Regions from separate parts of the Mus musculus genome. Here regions 1, 3, 4 and 5 are each linked to region 2. A link is a contact called in public promoter capture Hi-C data. All regions are on one chromosome and are shown on one strand. The core of a region is the stretch at or near the end of the contact, and the rest is flanking DNA. Distances in the headings are between cores, read along the strand shown. Region 1 holds the start of Srsf2 (serine and arginine-rich splicing factor 2). Region 2 holds the start of Eif4a3 (eukaryotic translation initiation factor 4A3). Region 3 holds the start of Wdr45b (WD repeat domain 45B). Region 4 holds the start of Snhg20 (small nucleolar RNA host gene 20). Region 5 holds the start of Snhg16 (small nucleolar RNA host gene 16).

What was found. Promoter capture Hi-C pulls out the DNA fragments that hold promoters and counts their contacts.
Region 1: a contact with region 2 is called in a promoter capture Hi-C map of pre-B cells, with 4 times the contacts expected there. The contact joins the promoter of Srsf2 here to the promoter of Eif4a3 in region 2. A contact is called at or near these places in 2 of 39 promoter capture datasets (erythroid cells and pre-B cells) and 1 of 115 datasets of contacts at active chromatin or transcription factors (astrocytes).
Region 3: a contact with region 2 is called in a promoter capture Hi-C map of pre-B cells, with 5 times the contacts expected there. The contact joins the promoter of Wdr45b here to the promoter of Eif4a3 in region 2.
Region 4: a contact with region 2 is called in a promoter capture Hi-C map of pre-B cells, with 2.0 times the contacts expected there. The contact joins the promoter of Snhg20 here to the promoter of Eif4a3 in region 2. A contact is called at or near these places in 3 of 39 promoter capture datasets (liver, maxillary cranial neural crest and pre-B cells) and 1 of 484 Hi-C or Micro-C datasets (CD4 T cells).
Region 5: a promoter capture Hi-C map of pre-B cells shows a contact between it and region 2, with 5 times the contacts expected there. The contact joins the promoter of Snhg16 here to the promoter of Eif4a3 in region 2.

What each region holds. Positions count from the first base shown.
Region 1 is chr11:116,851,714-116,854,413 of GRCm38.p6, forward strand. Srsf2 (serine and arginine-rich splicing factor 2) reads right to left here and starts at 1,381. Exons shown (of 3, transcript NM_011358.2): 1 at 855-1,381; 2 at 308-618. The coding sequence starts at 1,216. The coding sequence ends at 315. It overlaps Mfsd11 (major facilitator superfamily domain containing 11), which reads left to right and starts at 2,287. Exons shown (of 13, transcript NM_178620.4): 1 at 2,287-2,460. The coding sequence starts at 2,365.
Region 2 is chr11:119,298,783-119,301,482 of GRCm38.p6, forward strand. It overlaps Eif4a3 (eukaryotic translation initiation factor 4A3), which reads right to left and starts at 1,261. Exons shown (of 12, transcript NM_138669.1): 1 at 1,046-1,261. The coding sequence starts at 1,214.
Region 3 is chr11:121,353,140-121,355,839 of GRCm38.p6, forward strand. Wdr45b (WD repeat domain 45B) reads right to left here and starts at 1,308. Exons shown (of 10, transcript NM_025793.3): 1 at 1,088-1,308. The coding sequence starts at 1,154.
Region 4 is chr11:117,075,485-117,078,184 of GRCm38.p6, forward strand. Snhg20 (small nucleolar RNA host gene 20) reads left to right here and starts at 1,299. Exons shown (of 2, transcript NR_027059.1): 1 at 1,299-1,718. It overlaps Mir6516 (microRNA 6516), which reads left to right and starts at 1,864; the gene lies at 1,864-1,973.
Region 5 is chr11:116,670,314-116,673,013 of GRCm38.p6, forward strand. It overlaps Snhg16 (small nucleolar RNA host gene 16), which reads left to right and starts at 1,347. Exons shown (of 5, transcript NR_027821.1): 1 at 1,347-1,443; 2 at 1,851-2,042; 3 at 2,351-2,425. Snord1c (small nucleolar RNA, C/D box 1C) reads left to right here and starts at 2,192; the gene lies at 2,192-2,269.

The sequences.
Region 1 (2,700 bases), core at 131-2,630, 2.4 Mb before region 2:
TACTGGCCAATATTCTTTGATAAAACAGGAGACCGCAGCTTTAAAGGGGGAAAATGCAGACGTTGGATAAAAACAGCAAGAAATAGTCATTTTCATTAATAGGTCTCAAACAGCATGAAACAGCCATTACTATCTAAGCTTTACACAATCCTCTCTGCAGACCCCTCTTCAGCATCACTCCCAAAGCTGAGTAACTTCAGAGCAGTAGTACTCTTAACACCAGGAGTCTTTATGCTAACAAGGCTCAAAAAACCTACTCCATACCCCACGGGAGTTAGGGCGTGTCTCAGATTCCCGCAGACATTACCATTTTCTTAGGAAGAAACTGCTCCCTCTTCTTCTGGAGACTTGGGTGGGCTCTTGGACCGCGACCTAGACTTGGACTCTCGCTTCGACACGGGCGGAGGGCTTCTCGATCGCGACCTGGACCTTGACCTCGAGCGGGATCTGGAGACGGAGGAGGACTTGGACTTGGATCTTCGGGCAGATCTGGACTTGGAGGTTGATCTGGAGCGCGAGCGAGTGCGGGACCGAGACTTGGAGCGGCTGTAGCGGGAGCGGCTTCGCGACCTGGACCGACTCCGGCTTCGAGATCGGCTGCGCCGGCGTCGCCGAGGGCTGCGAGTGGGACGTGAACGAAGCGACAGGGTGAGCTTGCAGGCCGCCGGTCCCGCCCCGCCCGCCCCGCCGCCATTATCTGGCTGCCAGGCGCCATTTCCCTTGCCGCGAGGCGGGGTCTCGCACGGAGTGGCCCGGCCCTGCTGCCACCCCGGCCGCGAGGGAGGGGCTGGCTCCACGTGCTCCGCGTACCTTTGTGCCCGTCCGCCTCCCGCTCCGCCCCGGGCCCCGCTCACCTGCGGCTCCGCCGCCCGTAGCCGCCGCCGCCGTACCGACGGGGTGGCGGGCCCCGGCGGCTGTGGTGCGAGTCGGGCGGGCGGCCGTAGCGCGCCATCTGCACCCGCAGCTCGCGGCCGTCGAGCACCGCCCCGTCCATGGCGTCCATGGCGTCTTCGGCGTCGCGCTTGTCGTGGAACCGGACGAAGGCGAAGCCCCGGGACTCCTTGGTGTAGCGGTCCCGCGGAATGTACACGTCGCCGACGCGCCCGTATTTCTCGAAGACGCGCCTCAGGGTGTCGGGCGAGGTGCGGTAGGTCAGGTTGTCCACCTTGAGGGAGGTCATGCCCTCCACATCGGGAGGCGGGCGGCCGTAGCTCATGGCTGCGAAGCGGCGCCGAGACCCTAACGCCCCGGACAGGCCCTCGCTCTCCGGAAACGCAGCTCCGTCAGGCGCTCGGTAGCTACAGTCCTCGTGGGTAGGGAGGGAGCCGCAAGGCCGCCGCAGAGCACCCGAACCTGACGGACGCCTGAGCAGCAACTAAGCGAGCGGGCGGGCCCCAGCGCGCATTTATACCCACCCTTACAAAATGGCGCCCGCGCCACCCGGAAATGAATCTCCTGATTGGCCCATTCGGCCGTGTTGCGTAACGTCGCCGCCGCGCGCCCCGCCCCTCCCAGGTGCGCCTGCGCACCGCGCGGCGGGCGGGCGGAAAGCGCGCAGTCACTGCGGTGGGGCGGGGGAGCAGCCAGAGAAGGCAGTTAGAAAGCCCGCCAAATGCTCTACCGTGGGTGCGTCCGCGAGAGCGCGGGGAAGGGGAAGAACGAGGCTCTATGGAGGGAGAAAGAGGAAGCGCGCCCCACCAGAGCCCCGCCCCTTCCCCACGCCAATGCCCGGGCTCCACGCGCCGTTCCGCCCAGCCTTCAGTCCCGCCTGTCAGAGCCGGTTCTTGCGCTCTCTTTTGCCTCTCTGTGTCCCGGGGCCACCTCACGTTCCCCTCTCCCGCCGCTCCTGACTGAGGCTCGCTGCCTTGGTTTCACTTCTCGGGGCCTTTGCTCTCTACGAAGGGACGGGTAGTGTAGACCTAAAGTACGCGCTAGCCACAGCGTGCGGCCGTACCCTCCCCTCCCCCCACGGGGCGCCGGGACTACATTTCCCGGCGGGCGCTGCGACCAGACTCTGGTCAGCTGACCGGTCTCGTGATCTGCTGTGAGTCAGGCCGGGAGGGCGGGCCCCAGCAGCTGCTACTGCTCGTCCTTGCCCCGGATCCCGTTCCCTGCAACTGGAGTTGCGGCGGGTAGACCCCGGGTCTCCTCTGCACTCGGTCGCGTCCCCGGAGGGTCCCGACTGTACCGGTGGGGAGAGATTTCCCTTAAACCCACGATTCCCATCCCAAGATTGGAAATCGGCAGTCTGGCTTCGTGGTTCTCTCATCTGGTTTCTTCCCTCAGGGCTGTCAGGGGGTTCGACTGGAGGAGAAGAGGTGACTGTCCTGGGCCGCTGCTGGCCTCTGAGCAAGCGGAGCCAAAATGTCCCCGGAGTCTAAAAAGCTTTTCAACATCGTTATTTTAGGAGTTGCCTTTATGTTTATGTTCACCGCCTTTCAGACTTGTGGAAATGTGGCGGTGAGTTGGAATCTGTACTCCTTCCTTTGAATGCCCGTCTGAATGCATTCCAGCTGTGACAATAAACGTTTATGTCCGCTACCACGCCAAGATTGCACCTCCTGTTTTTCAGCCTACCCTTTCTCGTTTTCTTAATTTTGTGTATCAGATATTTCGCGTTTACGTGGTGTTAAACACTTTCGTTTAATACTCAGATGCGGCTTGCAATTTGAGTATGGACCATAGTTACTTTAATTTTTG
Region 2 (2,700 bases), core at 11-2,510:
ACCCAAGCTGGGTATCATTAAAAATGGGAGGGACCAATCTTCCTGGTCTAGTGAGTTCCAGGGCAGCTAGGGCTAGGTAGAGACCCTACCTCAAAACAACAACAACAACAACAATCCTGGCTTGGTGTGGCACACCTTTAACCCCACCATCTGGGAGGCAGAGGCAGGGAATCTCTGAGTTTGAGGCCAGCCTGGTCTACAAAGAATTCCAGGACGGCCAGGGCTCCAAAGAGAAAGTCTCAAAAAAAAAAAGGAAAAAAGAAAAGGACAGAAACAAAAAGACAAAGCTCATTTGGCCTCCCTTAAATGCTCCTAAACACACACCAGCAGCATGACCGACCATTCACTCAAAAAAAAAAAAAAAAAAAAAAAATCCAGCTCCAACTCAACGACAACATCAGCATCTCTCTTCTACAGTCCGGCCATCACCCCCGCCTCCTCTTCTAACTCCAAATCCAGACACCAAGATAAACTTTCAAACTGTAAGCCCGATCCTGTCAATTTTGCTTAGAGCCCTGCAGTGGCTTCCAGCGGTATTTAGGAATGAATCTCAAAATCTTTACCCAGGCGTTTAAAACATGACAGGGGGTTCTTTTTCTGTTCCTGGCACAGGTCTGGCCATGGCTTCGAGAAGCCAGGGTCACCCTGGTGATTATGAACGCCTCTGGGAGCTCTCTCTCGGCTCTTTTAACTGTCCCCTACCAATCTACCTACTCTACCCAGCTGCTCATTCTCTTGTTTTCCCAATTCCCACCGCCTGAAGCACTTTGGCTTCGTGTTTTTCGCCTCCCTAGAAAGCTTTAAACTCCCTAAGGCGAGAACCCACCAGACTTAGAGCCGCGACTTCCCCATCAAAGCTCGGGGCACCTCGGGGGACACACATGGCGATCCGCTCGCTACACGAGCCACTGAAGAGCCTGGCTGACTGCAGCCCCGGGGGAGCAGGCCGGAGCTCTGGGGCGGAGCCGCTCGTCGCCGCCGGGCCTAACCCCGTCCTACCGGGGCCCGGCCCCCAACCTCCCCCGCCTCGAGGCCCGCGCCCCACCGTAGGCGTAGATGCCGCGCAGCAGGTCCTCTCGCAGGCCCATGGTGTCGAACGTGGGGGTCACGTCCACCTCCTCGCTCGTCTCGAACTCCACTTTGGTCATGTCCTCCTCTTTGAGCAGCCGCTTCCGCGCCGAGCCAGACGTCGCCATCGTGGCGTTAGCCGCCATGATCCGGATTCCGCAGAAAGACAACTGCAAGCCGCGGCGGGAACCGGATGTAAGGCGCGCGCCGCCGGCCCGGTCGGGAGGAAGTGACGCGCCGCAGCGCCGCGGAAGAGCGTCAAGAGGGGCGGAAGGCACGGCGCTCCAGGTCTCGCGATATTCCGCGCTCCGCGGGATTCGGCGAGAGGCTGGGCTTGCCGTCGCTAAGCGCCTGCGGCTCTCCGTACTCTCGGCTCCTTGGATGTCCGCAGCCGGCTCGGGATAGGGATGTGGGTCTCTGGGAGGAGCAAGACGGACGCCAGGGTGTCCCCGAGGGTACGGGGCAAGGGAAGATGGCACCGCCCGATGGGCTCCGCGCTCCTTCGCAGCTGACTGCGTTGCCATGGCAACCGCAGCGCTAAGCGGCGGGAGAATCAAGCTGCTCGCCCGGGGTGGCTGGGGAAATCAGTGGGGACCGAGGGGAGAGCAGGGGCCGCCTAAGCTGCCATCACATCTGAGAATCCTTCAGAGCCGCTGACCCCAGTCACTCTGAAGAATCCTGATTTTCAACGTAGGCTCCACAAGGGCTTTGCTCCTTACTGGGGCACGTCTGTCTGTCTGTTTTGTTTGTTTCTGAGGGTGGATCGAGCCGTACCCCGAGTTCTAGCAAACATTCATTTGCACTTGGCCTCTTTCCTTTTTTCTGCTTTTGAGGAAAGATGACTAAATCGTTAAGAGCCGTTACTCCTCTTCCAGGGAACCTTGTTATGCTCCAGCGCTTAGACCGTGTGACTCACAACAGCCTGTCTTCCCCAGCTCCAAGCGATCCAGTACTTCTGGCCTCTGTGGGGGCCACACTCACACAAACACACACTAACACAAATCTTTTAAAGCTACTATAAGAAACCTCATTTTGTGTAGATATGTTTCGTTATAACCAGATTATCTTTTCATGGAGAAGTTGTGGGTTGCAGTATGTCCGCCCAAAAATAAATAAATAAATAAATAAATAAATAAAACAAGTTATCACCTCCTTCCCTAGAGAGCTCTGCTCTTGCTCTGGTATCAGGATTTGTCCAGACCAGGTAAACGATTGAAGACACAGAGCTGGCCACCCTTCTGGGACTAAACAACTGAGTTCCAAGTTCTCTTGCCTTCTCACTCCACAAGGATTTATTCCTGGTGCTCATGCAGTTTGGCAAGCCTGACTTTAAGGGTGGTTTTGCAATCTCTGCTGTAAAGTACACGTGGATTTTAATGACCTCCTAAGAAAAGAATGGAAAGTCTCCATTTCATACTGCCTGTTGAAATGAGTCTAATTATAGTTTGGGGATACTGTTTAAAATGCAGCTTAATTGCACTGTTTGTTACTTCATCAGATGTAACAACTAAAAAGGGCTTTATTGTGTTCCTATTGGGCCACTCTGCTCACATATCTTTGCCTATTGTGTCTGCGTATATTTGTGTATGTTCCTATGGTATGTGTGAGGGGGCAGACCCGTGCTACAGATGC
Region 3 (2,700 bases), core at 58-2,557, 2.1 Mb after region 2:
TGTCTCAAAAATAAAAATAAACATAAAAATCAAAAAAACTCATCTTCTTAGCCAGGGGCAATAGAGTGAGCATGCAATCCCACTTGCTCCAGGGACTGTGAAGGGAAGATTCCTGGAGCACAGCTTAAGATAAGCTTGAACAGGAGAGCAAGATCCAGTCCCAACAATAACAAAAATCAAGTTAAGTTCACTTTCCAAGACAGTAAGTCATACATTTGCTACAGCACCTCGAAATTTTACATACGGAAAGCTAAGATGTTATAACTCTTAGAAGCCCAGAGTATCAGCCTTTACCCTTTTCCCTTGAGGAGATTTAGAAAAGGGAAGTTAGCTGACATAGTGGCACACTCCTTTAATCTCAGCACCCCGGGAGGCAGAGACAGGGTCAACAGAGTGAGTTCCAGGACAGTGAGGGTTACGCAGAAAAAGCGTCTCGGGGATATAATCCCCACTAAGAGGGGTTCCCGCCCATTATCTTGGAAGCAAGAATACCTTCTCCAAGACCCCAAACTCAAGAGGCAAGAGGCAGTCACGGGAACGCAAATCATGTAAGTCCTTTCATCCTACAGAACAGAAGAAAATACCAGAGGGGAGGGAGAGGCGTACAGCTAAGACATCAAGGCGAAGAACCTACACTCCACGAAGGTGCCAGCCGCAAGAACCACGACAAACTGCCGCCCCGCGACGGGCAGGTCCCGCTACGCCACCCGCTGGCAACGTAAGCGCTGGAGACCCTGACGCCCAGCAGTAAGCCTGCGGGTTCTTAGGTACCCGGTAAAAAAGTGGCACTGCCCGCCGACCCGGGCGGCGGCAGCGCGCGGAGGGGTGGGGTGGGGTGGGTGTTTCTCCCCGCTATGGGTGCCCGGGCTGGAAAGGACCGCGGGGGGGGGGGGTCCTCCCTACAGAGCGGTTCGGAGATTTCCTGAAAGAGCCGCCAGAGTCTGAGCTCTCAGGGCGCGACCGAGTCTCCGGTTAGGGTCCGGGGGACGCTCGCGACAGCTCCGGGGCCCTGCGGTCGCGGTAGCGTTGGGTCGGGGTCTCCCGGAAGGGCTGGGGTGTTACCACGGAGCTGGGCCCGGGGTCTCACCGTGGTCCTGGTTGAAGCCGGCGTACAGCAGCCCGTTGCCGTGAGGGTTACACGGCAGGAGGTTCATGGCGCCGTCGTAGGGACTGTGGCTCCTCAGCACCGCATACCGCTCGCAACCAGGCGATCTCTCCGGTCGCGCGGCGCTAGGGCCGCCGCGGCCGGAAGCCAGGGTCCTGGGGACTTGCGTCGTGCGTGTGTCGTCAGTGCTGCGTCATCAGTGCGCGCGGATCTGTGGGCGCGCGTGCGCGCAACCAGCAAGCGCCGAGGGACAGACGCGTCCACTGCAGGGAAGTAGGTGGCGGGAAGTAGGTGGCGAGGGCTCGCCGGGCGCGTCCATAAGGGGCGGGGCAGGACGCAGCCGAGGGGAAGCTGCGGAGAGAGCTGGGTGCCCCGCACTCACACAAGCAGGGCAGGACTGATGGGACCAAGGACAGGGCAGAGAAGAGACTGCGCCAACGCTCCTGCCCACAACACAGTCTCCTGAAACCCTCACCGCGTTCCCACGATACACATCGTGTTCGACCAGAAGCAGCCTTCGTGTAATGGTACCTGCATTTTCCCCGAGAGACAAACACAGACAGACTATCCCCTATTTCTTCCCGAGCTTTCCCAACCATCTGACACGTCCTCTCACAGACACAAATTTCCAAAGAGACATAATAGGACATAACCTCACAGAAAAGATCCCCAGACCTCGCGACTGTTGTTTGGGGTGCTCTGTTTACAGGGGTCTGGGATGGCTCTGGAAGCTGGTGCTTTCTCCTCTCTACTACAATTCATTCTCTGGTTCCCTCTCTCCTCACTGGCTTCTCCCCTTACCTGTTTACCATCCTTTCCCCCAAATGAAGACTTGTAGCGTCTTAGGATTCAAGAAGCTTAAGCAGAAGGACCCTAGTCCCACACAGCCCACCATTCATCCCATCAGCACTGAAGAGGGGAGGGGAAACCACTTCAGGGACTGTCCTTTCATCTCTCTAGTTATGAACCTAAGAAAGGGCAGCTGAGGCATGAATGTTCAAGCCCTAAACGGTCTCACCATCTGTGAGAACATTTGCACAACAATAAGGTGGCTGTGAAGGTCCTGGCAGGATGTCTTGATAGTTGGCCACTGTCAAGGAGGCCTTGTTCCTTCGGGTTTCACTGGCTTACACACTCACCTGCCTCTCTGGATATCTATTCACCTCATCTCCACAGGGCTGGATGACCCCAGCTTCAGGCCTTCAGTGGCTCAGATGGCTACACTCCTGCTTCTCTAAGGACATTGTTATTATGTATCTGGAGACTCAAAAAATGTTAAGACATTGTAAATCACTAATAAAAACTTAGGGTATCCAAGCTTTATCTTATTTCAGTTTTCCTGTTGTTTAATCTCTCATAGGGTCTAGCTTCCTAAGCAGCAGGACCAGAAGAGAGACCTATACTTGAGCCTTTATAACGCCAGAATGTTGTGGTGGCTTTGTTTTGGTTTTTGGTTTTTGTTTTTTTGTTGGCAAGGAGTGACAAGGGCTTCATCTCTAGGGAAATGTCTGGCCACAGCTCTAACAAACCTCTGACACTTACCAGGAGCCACATGAGAGCGTGTTTCTTTCAGTACTTCCACTTTATCTTGTTGA
Region 4 (2,700 bases), core at 49-2,548, 2.2 Mb before region 2:
GCCTTCAAAGGGGGAGTCTGTATTCAGTGGTTGGATTCACATTACAGTGAAACATGCAAAAACCCTTCATTCATCTCAATGAGGTTCGTGTGTCATTTTCTTCATTTACTGAAAATACAGAGTGCACCCTCTCCTTGCCTTTCCCCGCGCCTCTAGCTGACCTGAAGATGATCTTGATTCCAGTTAGAAGGAGCCACAGCTGTAGGGGTAATGGCTGTGTGACACTTTCCCTAGGGAGATGAGACCACCTTGTTTACTAAATGACAGACCAAAGTAACAATGACACCAAATGCCCCTCCCGCCCCCATGAAGTGGCCAGTTTTCTGGGGTTACTCACAGGAGCACGGATAGCCCAAAGACACTCACATTACTAAGAGCCTAGCCCAGCATGAGTGACAGCTCAGGAGAGCTGGAAACTGGAGCTCTCTGCATGATTTGGGGCTAATTCCACAAGTTCGGAGGGTCTCTCCTCATTAAGGAGGGCGGGGCCTTGTGAATCTGGTAAGCTTTAGGAATTTTTTGAGACTTGTCACTTATTTTCCGAGTCTTAGAGTCTTAAGGACTATCCGGATCGCACTTTCTCAAGCTTCCCTCCGGGTGAGATGTTTCGGAGGAAATTACTACATAGCACCGACTTGGCCCTGGCATTATTGATCAATTTTTTTTCGTGGGATTTCCCATTGGCCCCTGGGATACCTTGGGATGATTGAAACCTGGACCTGCATGCAGGACTTGGATGCCACTTTGGAGGTTGGAGGTCTTAGCCCAGAGATGCCACATCACAGATCTAACTAACCCTTTGCTGGACCACGGTGTCATGTTCCTCGGGAGGTCTCTGCTGAAGGCATGATTCTAGATACAGTCCTGCGGCGGTCAGGTCAGAGGTGCGATTTTGGGAAGCCTTTGGATCAAGAGGGTGCTGACGTCAACGGGTATCAGTTGATACCACCTATGGGTTTATACTGTGATGGAAGGTCACACACAGGTTTGCAACAGAACCAGCTGGGTTTCAACTGCCTTTGCCACAACAGGGCTGACTGGGCTCGGGAAAGTCAACTTTTTGGTCTGCACAGGGCTGCGTGATTGATAAAGGGTCAGTGGCTAGGCTAGCTCCTGCCGCCCAAGAGTAGGGAGTCCCTCCCGCTTGCGCCCCTGTAGACGAGGTCCCACCGCCGCGTGGAACTCTGGCCGCTCTAACCGCGTCTAGAACGCGGCCCCTTTAAGGCCGACCTGGATGACCCGAAGGCCAGAGCGACCTTCTAGCGGCCGTCTCGATGGTAAATCTTCAGTTCCGGCCGGAAGTGCATTTGCAGAGCTGGTTCCGCCGGGGAGGAGAACTCGCGTGCTCCGTGCAGAGGGGATGCATCCTGCGCAGCGTGGCTCGGGGGCGCCGTGGAGCCTCCCGAAGGCGATCGTGGGATTCAGAAACCTCTCCCGGGACTCCCATGGGAGGAGGCTGACCCCGGGCCGGCACGCGATCGCGGGATGGGCTGGAGTTGTAGGAAGGCCCTAGGCCCGGGCCGCCATCGGCGGGGCACTGGCTGCTTCTGTGTTGCAGGCGCCGCACGGGTTCGTCCGCTTACACAGAATTGTATTAAATTGTCTTTTTATTTCCCCACCCAGGAAATGAACCACATCCCCCAACGACTAGACGGAAGCACGCACAAGCTCCTTCCTCCCGAGGAGCGTTTCCAGTGACTTGAGCTTGGTTGGCCCAGGTATGTCAATCCTTGGGGGTGGGACGGTGACCTGAGGCCGACGGTCTGGGAAAAGGCTCCTGTGTGGCTGTACCCGCCCGAGGTGGGTGCAGCCCCGTACCAGACAGCCCGACCTTGACCTAAAGTAAAATCCCAGAGGAGGAGGAACCTCTTCCCTGGGGTTAGAATTTGCAGTAACAGGTGTGGACATCCTAGCAGCAGTTTGGTGGTCATGTATGATACTGCAAACAGGAGCCCTGCTGAAGCTGTGGGGACTGAGCACAGTCCTCCAAAAGCAAATATTTGACCATTACTCAAGCCCCTCACTTTAGATAAAAAAGAGAAAAAAGACGTATTCATTATTTTATTTTATTTTAGAGTGTGGATGTTTGCCTGGTGCCCCCAAGGGGTCACAAGAGGGTACCAGATTTCCCAGAAGTGGCATTATAGAGTATTGTCAGCCCCGGTGTGGATGCTGGGAACTGAACCCAGGTCCTTTAAGAGGGCAACAAGTGTTCAGCTTCAATGCTGAGCCATCTCTCCAGCAACTGCACCACCCCGCTCTGAGATAGGGTCTCACTTAGCCCAGGCTGGCCTTTACTCATTAAGTAGCTGAGGGCAGCCTTTGAACTTCTAATCCTCCTTCCTCTGCCTCTGGTAGCCGCCTGGATGACCGGCATCCTCGAGCACACGTGGTTTATGGGATGTACGGATAAAGCTCAAGGCTATATGCATGCTAGGAAGTCTTCTACTCCTGGGTGTCTGTCCCACCCACGTGGAGCTTAAACAAAGATGCATACAGTTGTGACTCCAGACGTCACTGGACAAGACACCAGTACAACCCAAACAAACAGAAATCGTTCCCCAGGACTCACCTGAGCGACCGTGGGCCCCACTAGGTTGTCTCTTCAGTGTGGTTGAAGGACTGGGCGTTTGCATTTTGAGTAGCCACATGGGGCCAGTGGTCACCATTTTGAAGGTCCTGGGTGTGGCATACTTCCGG
Region 5 (2,700 bases), core at 97-2,596, 2.6 Mb before region 2:
AAAAAATATTAAGAGAGTTCCCTCCCCCCAAAAGGACTCACAATTAAATTAAAGGAGAGAAATATACACGGATATGGTCATTAAGAGTGAGTAACAGATTTCCACATTAAAAAGATGATACAGGCTAAATGCTACAGAGTTCCATTTGAGGAGGACTGGAGGACCGGGCGAGGGTTGTGAATAAAAGGCTCTAGATCTTGTAAATTTAAACTAGCTTGTAAATAGGTATAAGTTCTGGCCCTGCCTTGCCATTTTGTCCTATTTAAAAATGAAGTCAAGATGCCCCATGCAAAATGATACTCTAAACGAACGAGGCAGGATCGAAAGACATGGAAAACACGCCCACGATAGAGGAAGAGGGTCCCTCATTCAGGAATCCTGTCAAGTCTCTTGCCAACAGAGAAACAAGAATTCTGGCATAATTACCAACTGCTGAAGGCCCTTTTGCCCTTCCCAGATATTAAACTACAATTTTTCAGCGACCCTCACCAATTACACCACCCCCACCCCCATGCAACCCCTAGCGACTTGTGCCTACAGTTCCATCCAACGCTTCTCTGGGGCCAGCACACTTATTTCACTTACCAAGATAGCAAGAAAGTGGGGAGGGGGTGTCTCCTAGCAACCTTTTAAGATGTAACTCACGAGCTACTAGAATTATACATGGCTAACACAATCAATTGCAACTCTCCTTGAGCCAGTTCCCACCCTGGGTATGCATTCTTCTTGAGCGCTTCTCTTTCTCCTAATCCTCACACTAAACCCCTCTATTAAAATGGTTTTTATCTCCAACTTATACCGGCTAGTCCTCAGCGCCGATTTCATTGTATCTTCCCTGTGAGAACAGTGCCACAGGCAGGCGAATACCTGGGGCTGCTGCTGCTGCTACTGACGGTCGCCCCTGCAGCTCTCGAGTGCCCCCTGCCGCCGGAACCCGCTCTCGCCCCCATCTTAAAAGCTTCTGCCCATTCCCTGGGACTCTCCCTGGACTTCACTAAGGAACTAAGCCAAGTGACATTTCTCCACCCCAGATAAAAATCTGCAGCACAATTAACGAGCCTCAGTTTCCTCAACGGTCCCTGAACCCTCGAACATTCTCCACCTCCCCAGACTTAGCGGGGGACCGCCGAAGTTCACAGTCCAAGCTCCTTACCCCGAACCCTCTGCTGCCCCTGGTGGCTGCCACCATCTTACCCCTTTCTCTTCACTCAATGTGAGGTGAGACGACCCATTCTTGGCAACGGTAGATTTAGAACTACATTTCCCATCAAACCATTCTCGACATCGCGAGAGTTCCGGCGAGACTTGCGGAGGGGAGGGAAAACGGGAAGACTGCGCGCAAGCGCGATCTCGTCCTTTCCGAGGTCCTCTGCCGCGTGTTTGGAAGTTATGGCCGCGCGGGTCTGTGGTGTTCTCCCTGAAAGGCCTAAGCTTTGGGTGATGGTAAGTTGTGGAAAAGGGAAGATGAGGTTTTTCCTACACATACCGTCGACACGCTTGCTCTCTCCGGAGGTGACGTGTCGACGATCAGCCCTTTCCTTTGCTATTGTGGGCCTTAGGAGGTCTGAGATGCTGTCTAAGGAAATGCTCCCCAGACTGCGAGACGTTTGATGCGGACGGGATGAAGCCCTTTTTGGTCTTCGATCTCCCTTCTCTTGGGGCGGGGAGCGGTCTTCTCTCTGTGACCCAAAGCCAGCCATGTGCTCAGCTCTGTCTTCCCTGGGGTCTCCATTGAGGGTGGTGGCCTTAAGTGAACACGAGTGACTCCTGCTAACTACAGATTGTCATGAACGGGATTGAAAACTGAAAGCCGTTAGCTCTAACGCGGCATAACTTCTCCTTCCCCGAAGGCATTGCCTTTTGGCACTCGGGAGACAAGATGCAGGTTCCGTCTCAGAAGTAATGGCTGGATCCCTGAAAGCCAACGGGCTCGGTGTGGTCCACCCGTCAGAAGGCATAGGTAGATGGTGGGCATCTGCCTCAGACATAGTTCTCAAGTTCAGCCAGAAGAATGCGCGTTGAGCCCTCTGCAGCCCGTGTCGGTAAGGGTTCCAAACAAGTCCAGAAGAGGGTCTGTGCCGGTGTAATTTGGGGCTATAGAGTGTCGTTCTGCAACTCAACGTGGTTGCCAGAACCGGATTTCCAAAAATGAGTTGGGTTGGCACTGGGGGGTTTGGGGGGCCTCTTGCTGGTTGAGCTGAGGATGATTTAAGTTATCCCTGTCTGAAATGACACTTTTGTGAAGAGTCATGGTTTACTGAGGCTCGACGTTTTGAGGTCTGTTTTGAGAATGACCACAGTAAGGTTGCTTCTGTTAGAATGAAGTGGGATCTCTTTATTACTCCTTCAGACGGAGGTGTTGTCTCCAGGAAGCATCATGGAAAGGCGTGGTGGTGCACAAGGGCCTTCAGGATGCCTGCGCCTGGTAAGAGCTTCATAGAGTCGCAGGGGTTGTGGTAGCTGGGAAGGGTTGGTTGTTAGGTTTGGGGTGGGGGTGGGGTTAGAGGTTGTTGGGGATTGATTGTCCAGAGGAGGGCGTGGTCCTCCTTACTCAGCACTCTCACAAGCTGCATTTAACATTGGTGAATACAAAATTGTTCCTCACTCAACTGCTAAGTAAACTGACGTTCAGTGAGTGGGTTCTGTTTCTTTTGTATATGCGTGTGCCACTGCATCTATGTGTCTGGTTGACTTGAGTGA